Linked DNA regions of Mus musculus: all the other regions are linked to region 4. Evidence: chromatin contacts called from public targeted proximity ligation data. All regions are on one chromosome and are shown on one strand. The core of a region is the stretch at or near the end of the contact, and the rest is flanking DNA. Distances in the headings are between cores, read along the strand shown. Region 1 has its middle 25 kb from the start of Chrm1. Region 2 has its middle 7.8 kb from the start of Asrgl1. Region 3 has its middle 24 kb from the start of Slc22a8. Region 4 holds the start of Plaat3 (phospholipase A and acyltransferase 3). Region 5 holds the start of Slc22a8 (solute carrier family 22 (organic anion transporter), member 8).

What was found.
Region 1: a targeted proximity ligation map of pancreatic cancer cells shows a contact between it and region 4. A contact is called at or near these places in 6 of 39 promoter capture datasets (the C10 cell line, cranial neural crest, embryonic stem cells and 3 more), 3 of 130 datasets of targeted methods (embryonic stem cells and pancreatic cancer cells) and 2 of 9 other capture datasets (embryonic stem cells and liver).
Region 2: a targeted proximity ligation map of astrocytes shows a contact between it and region 4, with 4 times the contacts expected there. A contact is called at or near these places in 4 of 39 promoter capture datasets (the HPC-7 cell line, cranial neural crest, hippocampal neurons and 1 more), 1 of 130 datasets of targeted methods (astrocytes) and 2 of 9 other capture datasets (adipose tissue and liver).
Region 3: a targeted proximity ligation map of stem cell-derived neural progenitor cells shows a contact between it and region 4, with 8 times the contacts expected there. A contact is called at or near these places in 9 of 39 promoter capture datasets (the C10 cell line, the HPC-7 cell line, cranial neural crest and 6 more), 3 of 130 datasets of targeted methods (embryonic stem cells, large pre-B cells and stem cell-derived neural progenitor cells) and 1 of 9 other capture datasets (liver).
Region 5: a contact with region 4 is called in a targeted proximity ligation map of embryonic stem cells, with 7 times the contacts expected there. A contact is called at or near these places in 5 of 39 promoter capture datasets (the C10 cell line, cranial neural crest, embryonic stem cells and 2 more), 1 of 130 datasets of targeted methods (embryonic stem cells) and 1 of 9 other capture datasets (macrophages).

Annotation. Positions count from the first base shown.
Region 1 is chr19:8,687,260-8,689,959 of GRCm38.p6, reverse strand. No RefSeq gene overlaps it. Among named protein-coding and RNA genes, the nearest start is that of Chrm1, 25 kb to the right of the region's middle.
Region 2 is chr19:9,141,981-9,144,680 of GRCm38.p6, reverse strand. No RefSeq gene overlaps it. Among named protein-coding and RNA genes, the nearest start is that of Asrgl1, 7.8 kb to the right of the region's middle.
Region 3 is chr19:8,568,318-8,571,017 of GRCm38.p6, reverse strand. No RefSeq gene overlaps it. Among named protein-coding and RNA genes, the nearest start is that of Slc22a8, 24 kb to the left of the region's middle.
Region 4 is chr19:7,556,077-7,558,776 of GRCm38.p6, reverse strand. It overlaps Plaat3 (phospholipase A and acyltransferase 3), which reads right to left and starts at 1,318. Exons shown (of 5, transcript NM_139269.2): 1 at 1,213-1,318; 2 at 782-845. The coding sequence starts at 796.
Region 5 is chr19:8,591,834-8,594,533 of GRCm38.p6, reverse strand. Slc22a8 (solute carrier family 22 (organic anion transporter), member 8) reads right to left here and starts at 1,352. Exons shown (of 11, transcript NM_001164635.1): 1 at 1,242-1,352; 2 at 295-651. The coding sequence starts at 627.

The DNA of each region.
Region 1 (2,700 bases), core at 95-2,594, 1.1 Mb before region 4:
CCAGAGGTCCTGAGTTCAATTCCCAGCAACCACATGGTGGCTCACAACCATCTGTAATGGGATCCGATGGCCTCTTCTCATATACATAAAATAAATCTTTAAAAGAATATCTCCAACAAAAGCCTCAAAGAGTGCTCTTTTCCTTCGTGTGTGACACTGTCCAAATATATCCTAAACTACTGCATTTAGAGAAAATTCTAGAGTCTCGAGAACAAAGTGCTTACTAGCATGCACAAGGTCTTGGATTACATTCTCAGTACTAAGTAATATCGGGGTTGGCCTTGTGTGCTGTGTATTCAGATGGTGAGTTCTGTACCCCAAGAGCAGATTGCAGTCTGGACATAGGTATTATATTGATCAATGTGCTGTAAAGAATGTTTCCCAAAAGTCTCTGACTGGTATATAAAAAGCTAGAGCCTCTGACTGGGCAGGGGAGATAGGAAAGAGGAACTCCAGACTGAGTGAGGGGATTTCAACTAGGGACCACAAGGAGAAGAAGGAGGAGACGGAAGAAGGGAATTGTCATGGGGCAAGGTGGAACATAAACATGTGGCTAAGAGAAGCTAGCACTGAGGACACACATGGAACAGAACCAGACTCAGATGGCAAGTTATGGGGTATTTATCTGATTATTAATAGCCTAGCTGGGTTAGAATAGCTCAGAATCTGCCCAGCATAGTGCCAGCAACCTGTTAAAAAAGTCTGATGTTTCTGTGTTGTTTACTTGAGAGCTAAGTAGGTTAGAGGGGGGCAGAAACCCCATGTAGATTTTTAGGAGCAAAAGGAGGCATAACTCTCCCATAATATTACTACCATAAACCAACAGTTAACCAACTAACTAATGAAAATATCTCTGTGATCAGGGTCTGGAGAGGTGGTTTAGTGGTTAAAAGCAGTGGCTACTCTTTCAGAAGAGCCAGGTTTGATTCCCAGCATCCACATGGTGGCTCACAACTGCCTGAAACTCCAGTTCCACGGGATTCTGGCCCCTGTGGGTACCAGGCACATGTTCATATGTGCAGACAAAACACCAATACAGATAAAATAATTAGAAAATATTGCCAATCATGACTTACAAATGGGCCTTACAGTGACTTACAGGGGACATTTTGAATTTCATCTTGAGACTGAGCCTCTCAAGTGTGGAGGCTCCGTCATTGCTTCTTCAGCTGTAACAGCTCTGCCTTCCCAGGAAGGAAACAAAAGCTCAGAGATGTGCAGAAAGTCAACCAGCTTATAGAGGAGTCGGTGTTGAGATAAAACCTTGGTTAGGTTCCACCTTCCTGGCCTGGTTCTGCCACGACCAATCTGGTTTCAAGAAAGCACAACTCTGTGGGCTAGGGAGATGACTTAGAACTTAAGAATGCTTGTTATGCAGTTATGAGGACCGAAGTTCAGACTCCCAGTAGTCAGATAACAAGACAGGTGTCCCACAAATGCCCTTAACTCCAGCCCTGAGGGATCTAACATCTCCTTTTGGCTTCTGTGAACCACGGACACACATACTGGGACATACATGTGCACAGACATAGGCAGAAACACACACACACACACACATCTTTTTTTTTTTTAAGATTTATTTATTATATGTAAGTACTGTAGCTGTCTCAGACACACCAGAAGAGGGCATCAGATCTCATTATAGATGGTTGTGAGCCACCATGTGGTTGCTGGGATTTGAACTCAGGACCTTCAGAAGAGCAGTTGGTGCTCTTAACCGCTGAGCCATCTCTCCAGCCTCCCCCCGCCCCCCACATCTTAAGAGAAGAAAATGTCATTTTGTCCAAGGGTGGACTCCTATGCACATCACCGTAGCAGATGTCTCTCTGGAGATTGTTGTTTGGATATGCAATGTCTTCCTTGTTTTGTATTAAAGTCTTGTTCTCTACTTAGTGGACCCCAATAAGAAGCAAGTGAATCAGGAGAGTGGGTACTAACTTTAAAAACGGGCTACCGGAAAGTGGGGCCTGGTTGGAGCAAGTAGTCCCTGGAGACTGTCTTTGAGGAGTGTGCTTTGCTGTGGCCCTTTCCAAGTGAGCACTTCTATCATGCCCTCTCTGCCTGACAGTCTGCCTCACTAGAGGCACAGAAGTGTGCATCCAAGGGACTGTGGACTGAAACCACTGACACTGTTTTCCTTCTTTTAAATCATTTCTTTCAGTGACAACCAAGATGTCAGGTAACCAGGCTCCTCCGAGGCTGAGATTGTCTACAGTAGGAGTGATGGAGATACTAAAGGTGAAGTGAGGGTAGAAAGAGCTTGAAAGACAAGATTCATTCTCTCTGGGACCCACACACGCAAACCCACTTTGGAACAGATTTCCAGGGAAGACCAGAGAGGAGAAGGAGGAGGAAGGATGTGTGTGTGCGCATGTATGTATATGTGTACGCTTTTCTATTGCTGCGAAGACACAACATGACTAAACCAACTTATAAAAGGAAATGTTTACTGTAGCTCATGGTGTCAGAGGGTTAGAGTTCATAATCATAATGGCAGGGATTATGACAGCAGGCAGGCATAGCTGTAGCTGAGAGCTGACACCCTAATCTAGAGGATCTGTCTCTCTTTGTCTCTCTCTGTCTCTCTCAGTCTCTGTCTCTCTCTCTCTGTCTCTCTGTCTCTCCCTGTCTCTGTCTCTCTTTCTCTCTCTCTCCCTCTCACTGGGAATGGTGTGGGCCTTTGAAACTGCAAGGCCTGTC
Region 2 (2,700 bases), core at 36-2,535, 1.6 Mb before region 4:
GGTTAAAGCTAGGGAGCTGATGATGTGTGAGCTAGCAGCTAGGATTGCATCCATAGCTGGTCAAAAACTGAGCCCCTGGGTAGGCACTCTTGGGTGAGTTGCCAGAAACGAAAAGAGGAGGAGTGATGGCGTGTTAGCCCAAATGTTCTCCAAACAAATGGGGAGTTTTCTCTGTGCAGGCAGGATTGGGGAAAAGGATGGGGTTTCCTAGCTTGTGTGAGGGGTGGGGAACAGGGGTTCCTGCCTAACAGTGGCTATGTCAGGTGGGCAAATTTTAACAAATCAGGAAATATCTACTATCAGTCTCAGGTACTACTATTCTGATGACATTCGTAGGTTTGGGATGTGGAAGCTGGGGGTCTGTTTTTATATTCCAAAAGTTCTTACCTAATAGTCATAGGTAGGCTAGATACAGAGGTCACAATGAGTAATCAATGAAGCTAAAGGCAGGCCAAAAATGGTCTATAATTTAGGCTCTGGAGCTGCAACATTCCCGAGTTCTAACTAGTCAATGAGCCTTTGAAAATGCATGGCTTCTTTATGGAAATTTTAGTTCACAGTACCAAAGGAACTGTTATGGCTGCTCATTAAATGCTCAGGGTTCAGTGTGTAGCACAGACAATTCAATAGCCACAACCTCCCTGAAAGAATTTCCTTGGAGCAGCCTCTTCCTCAAAAACACCTATCAGGCCTGTGAATTCACTTTTGGGCACTGATTTTAATTATTCTTAGACTGCTTGAAATCTCCCTAGCCTATCCACAGATGGGCAGAATCAAGCAGCCCAGTGTTTAAGGAATAAATGAAACTCATTCATCATTCATTGAGCACTTGAATAAAAAGAGGAAAGCTAAAAGAGCTCACATTCTTCAGCCTCCCTCTGGATTACTCTGGATTCTATGAGAAAAACTGTGACAGCCCCAGATTCAATGTGCTTACAAAGACCTGCTGAATAGAAAATGCTGGGGGTGGGACCTAGCAAGCTGCATGCTGCCTCCAGGTAATTCTCAGGTCAATGTCTGAAGCCACAGGCTTTAGCTACCTCTTCTCGCTGTGAGGAGAGGTCAGGGTCAGGACTGGGTATCCTTCCACAGAAACCTACTTATGGCAGTGATAAATCAAAGTTTTTTAAGACCAAAATATCTCTAAAAATAAGACGGTTGGTTATACTGTTACAAATGCTAGCCCAATGAAAGGATTGGCCCTGGGACCAAGTCCCTAAGCCAGCAACTGCTTGTTGAGAGTGTTAAATTTGGGCTAGGAATACTAAAGCTGTGTTCTCTGGCAGCAGCCAAATCTTTCTCCCTCTATCCTCATAGCTGCTGTCAAAGAAATGAAAAGGCTCTCCCTGAGAGCCTGCCTTTCTGTCCACTATTCTTGCTACCATCCCAAAGGATGTTTATGGAGAGCCGATGAAGGCTACACATGGCACATCCATTATGAGGGACAAATTAACCAAAAGGGCCAAACCTCTGCCCCATCTTCTCCTGTCACACAGATATATGAGACAACTAACTGCAGGCATGTACTATGGGATACTTGTGAAATTTTTGAGAGAAGGAAGTATAAATATGTTAACAAAACTTACTAGCAAAGAATTTAAGACCAGAAGGAAAGCTTTATTTTAATTTTTAAAAAAGATACATGAGCCAGGCAAGCAGGGGTCGGAGCGAGGGAGGCTGGAACAAGAGGGAGAAAGGGAAGTGGGGGTACAACCTTTGGTACAAGAGTGCCCTTAGAAGGAACAAAGAAAAAAAGGGGGGGGAGAAGGAACAAAGAGATGGGTTTGTAGGCATTACTTTCTGTTGCCATAATAAAACATCATGTCCAGAAGCAACTTAGAGACAAGCATGTTTAATTTGGCTTATGGTTCCATAAAGTCCATAATAGTCCATAGAGAGAGCAAACTGGTAGTGAGTAAAGCTATAAACTCTTGAAGCTCACCCCCAGTGATGTACTTGCTCCAGCAAGGCTCCAGTCCCAAAAACTCCATAGCCTCCTCCAAACAGCACGGTCAACTAGGAAAAAAGTGTTCAAACATGAGAGCCTATGGGGCTCATTCCTCAATTTCAAATCCCCAGCATAAAGAGGGGAAAAAGAGATTGGACTACTAAAGGAAAGTTCCATTCAGATTCCCATCCTGGTGTCCCATGACAAGGAAGATTAAAATAAGAACTCCATCTTCATTGATTGATATTTAAATTTGCATATTACAGCTGAGGTCTGCATGGTAAACTGAGACCTTTGAAGCTGTGCATCTGGCAGGCTCAGTTGGTTCTTCTGAGAACAGAGAGTACCAGGTCAGCAAATGGTTTGGAGATGAGATGCAGTTATTGAATTTAGGCCCTCAGTTCCTCACCATAAGCCATGGACACATAAACCATGCCTTCAAATTTAGGCATCTCACATGTTTGACAATAACAATAGTTTGAGGAGTGACCTGAGTGCCCAGGCATTCGCTGATTTTAACACCAAGAAAGAAAGTAGCCCTGATCATCCAGGCTGGTAACTCATTTAATAGAGGGAGACCCCGAGAGAACTAGATTACAGGGAATGAAACAAAAAAAAATTATCCTGATGATACTAAGATTTTGTTTTGAGATTTGTATATTACAGAATTTACAGCCTTAGTGAGTCTCCTCGTGTCAGACATGCTGAACTGACCTGCTTGAATTTCTGATGTCTTGGTCTTTCAGCCAGAT
Region 3 (2,700 bases), core at 73-2,572, 1.0 Mb before region 4:
TTTAAGAAAAAGCTGAGTGAAAACAGAAACCACTCTTGACCAATATCTAAATATTTGTTTCTCCTCCAGCATGTTCCAGCCAGCTTGACAAAGGCCTAGCTTAATCGGGGACAGATTTCCAGGGAGCAGTGGTGCTATGGTTGGTGTGGTTCCTCCCGAGTTCACCTTTGTCCTCTCATGCTCCTGGTCCTCCAGGAAAGGGGAGGGGAAGGCTGTGTGGGGGCAGTCCCAAACCAACTTAAGGAGAGAAAACAGTTTAGTTGTCTCTGTTGAGAAGAAGCCAAAAGCTTTCCCCAGCTCCCTCTTAGAGTAGAGTCTGGTATTTCAGAGACTCACCTGCCTCTTGCTAATGGTTGTAAATCCTTTCAGAAGCAAACTAAGTCCTTCTTCCAGTTTTCCTCCCCTAAAGTGTTTTCACAAGACCTCCTGAAGCATCTCTTTGAAATTTAACCAGCAAGGACTTCAGTGCCCTATGACCCAGTTTCTGCCAGTGTCCTAGCCTAACCTCAGTTGGGCCTTGCTCCAGATTACCTTCCTACCTACTTTTGGTCTTATTCACAGGGAAAAGGGGGTTTTCATCTGAATAAGGGCATTAAACATAGGTGGCCAGTACAATTACCAGACTTGGATAGACTTTCTGTGAAGTCAGGGTTTTCTTTGTTATCTGTCCATCTGTCCATCATCCACCCATCCACCCTTCCATCTACAGTGTTTCGAATGGGGGCACTTTCTGCTTGGCTACAATAAATGGGGAGAGTTTTTTTCTCTTTGCAGTCTCTTGGTAGCTTGCTGAATGTTACATTCTGCTTTAGTAGTTATTTGGGATTTCCCTTCCTTCCACTTTTGCAGGAGGCTTTCTGGGTTGCCAGGAGATTGCCCCTTTAACTTGTATTTCCCCGGTAAGTGGTGTGTGCACCTTCCAGAGATGCATATTTTTGTGTCATCTTTTCTGTAGAAAGAAATGGCATGACGTTTCCTTCAAGACCCGCTAAGGTCCCATGGGCCCCTGTGTCTAATGTGGTCTCCAGGGAAGGGCCGGCCACCCTTCGACCAGCAGGTCAGCCTTCCTCAGAAAGAGATGGGAGGTGTTCCCTCTGGGACAAAAGTTGAGGCGAGGAATTAACAGACTGAGGTTGACTCTCTGGGTAGTTCAGGAGAAGCAAGTAGTTCAAGAGGCTGCATAGCCAGCCAGCCTCACTCCCCTCGTCCCCGCTTCTGCCCAATCTCTGTATCGGTGTGTAGGGTTCAGGGGAGCGCGAGAGAGGACAGCTTCTTGCATTGTACTGGACGCTGAGGAGGGCCAGAGCGCAAATTTTGTGCCCAGCAGCGGCTAGGTGCCCCCCACCTTCACCCCCGCAGCCCCGCCAGACTAGCTCGACAGTGACATCGTGTGGAAGTATGGAATTGTGGCTTCTCTAACTGATTAAATGAACCGAAGGGGTCGCAGCCCTGGGATAGCTGCACCTGGGAAGAAAGTCAGGTGACAACAAATACAGGGAGCTTGATCAGCAGAGTGGAAAAGCTATATGTGTGGGACAAGACTCCTTTGTAAATAGTATTTCCTGAATGTCTGTTACAGTATTACCGATACTGCTAAGGACCCTTCCTTTCAGATGAAGGGCTGTGGTTAGGTTGGGTATGTGAGGGGTGTTGGTTCTTCTGGATATTGCAGGGAGAATCAGTATTTTTTTTTTTTTTTTCTTCCTATTCTTGTTTCGCGTGTTTCTCCTCCCTCTCCCTCTCCCTCTCCCTCTCCCCTCTTTTCCCCTCCTCCTCTCTCCTTCTCCCCTCTCTCCCTTTCCCTATCTCCCTCTCCTTCTCCCTCTTTCTCCCCTTCCCTCCCCTTTCTTTTTTCCTCTCTCCGTATTTTAACTTTCACTACGTAACTCATGCTGTTCTTAAACTGGTGATCCTTTTACCCGGCCTCTCCAGTCCTTGGGGATTATAGACACACAAAAATATTTTTTTTTGTTTTTTTTCTTTTCTTTTCTTTTCTTTTTTTTTTTTTTGTTTGGTTTTTCAAGACAGGGTGGTTTTTCTCTGTGTAGTCCTGGCTGTCCTGGAACTCACTTTGTAGACCAGGCTGGCCTCGAACTCAGAAATCTGCCTGCCTCTGCCTCCCAAGTGCTGGGATTAAAGGTGTGGGTCACCACTGCCTGGCACACACAAAAATTTTTTTTTGTTTTTTTGTTTGTTTGTTTTGTTTTGTTTTGTTTTGTTTTTTTTTGACACAGGGTCTGGCTCACCTGAAACCTGCTATGAGGATTAGGTTGGCCTCACACACATAGAGATCTGCCCACTTCTGCCTCTCTCTCTCCTGTGTAGGCTTGGCTGTCTTGGAAGTTGCTTTCTAGACCAGGCTGGCCTTGAACTTATAGAGATCCGTCTGCCTCTGCCTCTCAAGTGCTGAGACTAAAGGCATGTGCCACTACTGTCTGGCAGTGAGATGTTTTAAAATTATTGAGAATGACCATGGTATGAACTCCATGACAGCTGTGCTTATTATTAAATTATTAAATGTTATATTAAATTTAATATTAAATTAATTAGTATTATTAAATTATTAACGTATGTGCCAGCACATTTCTGTAACACCCCGGAAAGATGTAGCAATGACTTTTTCTGGAAATCTTGTTGGACATTCCATGGGTTTGAGTCCAGAAGGTTCCACTGATCTGAGCATTTACCTCAGGCAGTGAA
Region 4 (2,700 bases), core at 69-2,568:
AATCCCACACCAGTACTCAGCTGGAGCACAATCCCAAGAGGGTTGTCTGCAAAAACCTGAACCAAATCAACAGTCTTGTTAAAATGAAGAAGACATTTGCCCTGTTCCAATCTCAAGACATCATGGGTTAACAAAGATGCCGGGGGCTGGGATGTGGCTCAGTCGGTAGAGTGCTTGCCTACCATGCAGGAGGGCTTCACAAAACTGGGTATGGGGCCTCACACCTATAATTCCAGCACTCAAGAGGTGGGGGCAGAGAAACCAGAAGGAAGAAACTGTCCTCGCTAAATAGGAAGTTTGAGGCCAGTCTGGGCTACCTGAAGCCTTGTCTCAAAAACAAAAGCAAAACAAAAATCAGAAAGAAAAGAGAAGGGGGGATGGAGGGAAGAAATGAAGGAAAAGCCAGAGCTGAGTGTTTGCTGGCAGCAGGGATGGCCATGGGTCAGCTGACAAGACAAAAATAAGCAGAATCAACTTCAGACATTCGACCCAGGAACCTGCCCAGGGTCCGGGTTTGGTAAGAAGACCCAGCCCCCAACTTCCCCCCCTCTACTGCTTTCTATTGAGCATGTTTCAAGCAGGGTGGCAGCCAACTGCTGAGGCTCAACAGGTGGCAGCTGACCCACAGCTCATACCTGATCCCCCAAGGGTTCAAATGTAGCTTCCTCACTACAAAGCTCCTCTCTTCAAAACAGCGAGTCAGACCCGGAGAAAACAAGAGTCACCATTAAAACACTACACCCATCCCTGGCCCACCCTTGGCTTCTCACGCTGTACTTACTATGGGTGCTAGCATTTTCCAGGATGTGTGAGCTTCAATTTCAGCTTAGCAGCAGCGTGGATGCCTAAGACACAGAGGGGAGCAAAGCTCATTAAGTCTCTAGCAAGTCTCCAGGAGCAGGGTAGCTTTTAGCAGAGCCCTCCAGAAACTTCCACCAAACTTCTCCAACTTTCTCGCTCTCCTCCGCTCTGACCTGAGCTTGCCCTTGAATAGACAAATCCCTCTCTGTAGGGCAGAAGCGGCTCACGGGATCCTTGGTCACCAGCAGGGTTCCTGGCCAGGCAGGCATTCGTGCGCCCCTGGCTCCTTTTCTCCGCGTACGGCGGATGGCAGACAGGTGGCAGCTCTCGCCTGGCTTGTTTACGCAGCCGAAACACTCTCCGCCTCCCAGACAGCCCTCGGGGACCCGCAGAGGCACCCGGGCTTCTCACCTTTGCTTGGGTCCCAGAAAAAAACTCTCCAACCTCCTCGCGCCCCAAGTAGGCAAGTGGAGGCCAGCGCAATGGGGACTGGTTTAATGGCCGCAGAGTCCAGGCTGAGCCAGATCACCCCGCCCCTCCTCCTGTAACTGGCTAATGAGAGCGTCGCCAAGGGCATGCCACTACTCAGTAGTCACTTAGATGCCTCCCTCCCGCTGCGTTCCCGCCTCTCTGCTCCTCTGCCCCAGATTCCCCAGCCCTTGACAGCCTATACACACTCCTCATGGAAGAACATGTTATGTCGAATTACATTTAATCTTTGTACATGAATCATACCAAAAGGCTATTTTTTAAGAGTAATACATGCCTGAAATCCTAGCATTTGACAAGCTGAAGCAGGAGGATTGCCATAAGTTTAAAGTTAGCCTGAGCTACTGTTTGAGATCTTCTCTCCAAAATAATAATAATAAATAATGATGATGATGATGATAATAATAGCCAGATGTAGTTGTTTATGCCTTTGTTTCCTGCACTCAGGAGGCAGAGGCAGGCCCATCTCTGTGAGGCTAGCTCCACATAGTGAGTTCCAAGGGTGCCAGAGCTATGCAAAGAGACCTTGCCTCAAAAATCCAAAATATAATAATAAAAATAAAAATAATGACAACAACAGTAATGTGGGGTTGAGGAGCTGGCTCAGGGGTTGAGAGCACTTGCTGCTCTTGCAAAGGGCCCCGGATGGTTCCCAGGATCCACATGGTGGCTCACAACCATGATTAACTCAGTTCCAGGGGATCCAATACCTTCTTTTGACATTGTTACTCATGAGGTACAGACCTGGTACATGTGCACACATACTGACAAAACACACATAGAGAAGACAGCTTGCACAGGGGTTTCAGCCAATAGAAAGTCTTTATTAGCCTGGCTGTCAACTACAGTGGGTGTTCAGTGTAGCACTTAGCTTTTCTCAGAGTGAGCTTTTAAACACAAAAACCATGTTCTGGGTTGGCATTCTTCAGTTAACAAGAACAGTTAGCCAAAAGCAGGCTCACAGAAGCCAAAAATAAGATTAGTACACCTGGCCTCTGTTTTAGCTTTGGCAGGTGGTGCTGTCTGCCTGAATGATACTTCCATCATGGAGTCAGTTGTGCTAAAGTCTTGGGGCCCACTAAGTCTGAAGCTCTGTTACACTCATAAAATAAATCTCAAAACATTTTTGTAATTGAAGGAGTTAAAAAAATACACTCCCTGGCATTTTGATTGAGGAACATGAAATATGTAATTTCTTTTGATTTCCTTTTCAATATTCAGAGATTACTTTATTCGTGTTTGAAATCAAATCCATGAACATAAAAGGTTAGATGTTTAAAACAGTATATTACCATTGCACAAATGAAAAAAGAAAAAGAAGCATTCTGGACAAACATGGCTACTGTTCATTTCTGTACAGTGTTCTTTTCTCTTTCTTAAAAGCAGAAGATGAGGCTCTGCATGGTGGCA
Region 5 (2,700 bases), core at 103-2,602, 1.0 Mb before region 4:
AGGTAACAAGTTATTCCACAAGGCTGTATAACACCCTACTAGGAGGAGAGACTGTACAGCTCAGCATCACTGGAGCTCAATACCACGCTATAGATTGTTGAAGGAATGCTTGGGCATGAACGAATCAAACCACTCAGTTCTTGTGCATTAGCACTGGGATCCTTCCTCTTTGCCCAGTTCCCATTCTTTCAATCCCAGGAAATCTAGGCCCCTGTGTTTTTTCTATCCACAAGTGCTGCACGGTATATGGAAGTACCTAAGGTGAGGTGGAAGGAGAGAGGGTGCCAGACATACCTCTGTCACAATGGTGTCTCTGGTGCTGTTGTAGATCCAGCCATCCAAGCATGGCTCGGTGGCCCCCTGGGTGTCATTGGGAAGACTGGCGTTTGGCAGATGCACGAAGCGGAGACACTTCTCAGGCTTCCCGTTTGGGCCCAAGGGGAGTACCCAGGGCTCTAGAGAGGCGTTGGGGGGCGGGCGACAGTGGTGGTCAGGGGTGGTGGCTGTGAAGATCTGTAGCAAGTTGTGGTTGGCTATTCCGAGGATTGGGAGGGCCAGCAAGGTCACATGCAGGTACTGGAAGGGGCCCATGCTTCCAACACGGTCCAGAATCTCGGAGAAGGTCATGGCACCAGGCAAGATGAACCAAAACTGTAGGCAAGGCATCAGGCCAAGAAGAGGTGTGTGTATGTGTGTGTGAATTGTATGTAGGCCTGTGGAGCATCATAGAATCACATGCATGAAGATGTACCTAGTTACATGTGTAAAGATTTGGGGTTCTGGTGTGTGGATGCATAAAGATGTACACAGTTGCAGAGAGGGATATGGGATACCAGTGTGGATGCAGTGCTATGTGCACATCTAAACTGCACTCTTGAAGGTCATGTGAATGCAGGCATGTGGCCCTGTGCTTATAGGTCGTAGATGTGTAGGCACAGGGCCACATAGTAGGGACCAAAGGTCCAGATTTGGATGTTGGTTGCCCAGGCGGGGTGTGGGTGAGGGTGAGAGAGAGGATAATACACATTTCCGATTGCTTCATGTGGGCTAAGAAGGATCTGCTCAAGCTCCAAGCCTCCTTGCTGTTCCCTGGGGTGAGTCCCCTGTGCTGGAGTATCAGAAGAATCCAAGTAGGTCCCTGAAGGCTTTAGGGGTTTGACCAATTACAGCGTTACAGTGAGGAAGCCTGGCTTTGGGGTGTTCTTGGGTGCTAGACTTGGGGGTCTTCAATCCCGTCTCACCTGGTGGTTGGAGCTGGATTCAGTTGGGCTGGAGCTGGATGCAGCAGTTGCCCGTGCTCTGTCCTAGGGTCCAGCAGCTGCTGTAGTAGGACAGCTCAGCTCTAACAAGCTGTTTGTGTCTCCCCTGGGGTGCCTTATATAAGGCATAAGCTGTTTCCTGGGCTAATGTTTGACTTTCTTTGGAAGATTAACATCCGGCAGGGGGAATGCTGTGCACCCACCAAGCCCAGCTCTCCTGAAAGGGCTGCCTCAGCCAAGGCTGTTGATAGGGTGGAGAGGGGGCTGGGGAGTGGAGTGTGGCTGAGCCTAGAGGCTGCTTGCTGGACAAAGGGCTTAGTGGCTCAGGGCATGTTTCCTAAGCGAGAATCTGGAAAAGGACTCAGGTCTGCGTGTCCAGAGTGCCTCTGAGCTGATGTTCAGAGGACCTGGAGTGGAGAACAACCAGCAAGAGAGGTGCTCCTGCACATGGGAGGCAGCATTCCTGCAATGGATCATCTTTCATACCCGGCTCCTGAGTAGATTCATGGAGAATGTTAGAACACACTCAGACAGAAAGGCCCAAGCACTGGTCCTTATGGTCTCAGAGGTACCGTGCCTTGGGCTCCTGGAAACACCAGGGCCATCCCTGTCTGAGTCTCAAACACAAGTGACCATCTCCCATCTACCTGTGGACTTATGCCACCGGCTGCTCTTTGGCTTCTCTCTGCAGTCCCAATGGCTTTGCTTATTTCTATGAGTACGGTTTAATTACCTAATAATGTGCATTTCTTGTATAAAACAGAAATTCTAACAAGCCAACACAAACTGAATTAAGTACATTCAGTTTCACCCAAGAGCCAGCTTGGGCAGGGAGTCTTGTGGTTTGTGGTTACTTTTCTCCTACAGACATGTCTAAGACAGGGTCTACCAGTCAGCTGGAAACTTGGTTGACACACTTATGGCAGGCCCTACTGATAGGACTGTCAGTTAGGAAACGGAGAAGTTAAGTAACTAGCTTAGGGTCCCCAGCAGGAAGTAGGTCAGGGGTGTGGCTTCAAGTCCATTTCTGCCCTTAAGCATCTAAACACACATACACAGACACACACAGACACACACACAGACACACACACACAGACACACACACACAGACACACACACACACAGACACACACACACACAGACACACACACACACAGACACACACACAGACACACACACACACACACACACACAGACACACACACACAGACACACACACACACAGACACACACACTCTCCCTCTCCCCTTCCTCCGCCTCTTCCTTCCTCCCTTCCTCTCCCCTCCCTCTCTTCTGCTTCTTCCCTCTCCTCTCCTCTTTGAGTGTTTGAGTCAGGATCTCGCTATATAGTTCAGCCTGGCCTTTAAGCCTCACAGCAGTCCTCAAGCTTTAGACTCCTCTCAGTTGCTAGGATCACCAGCATTCACTTGTGCTTCTGGTG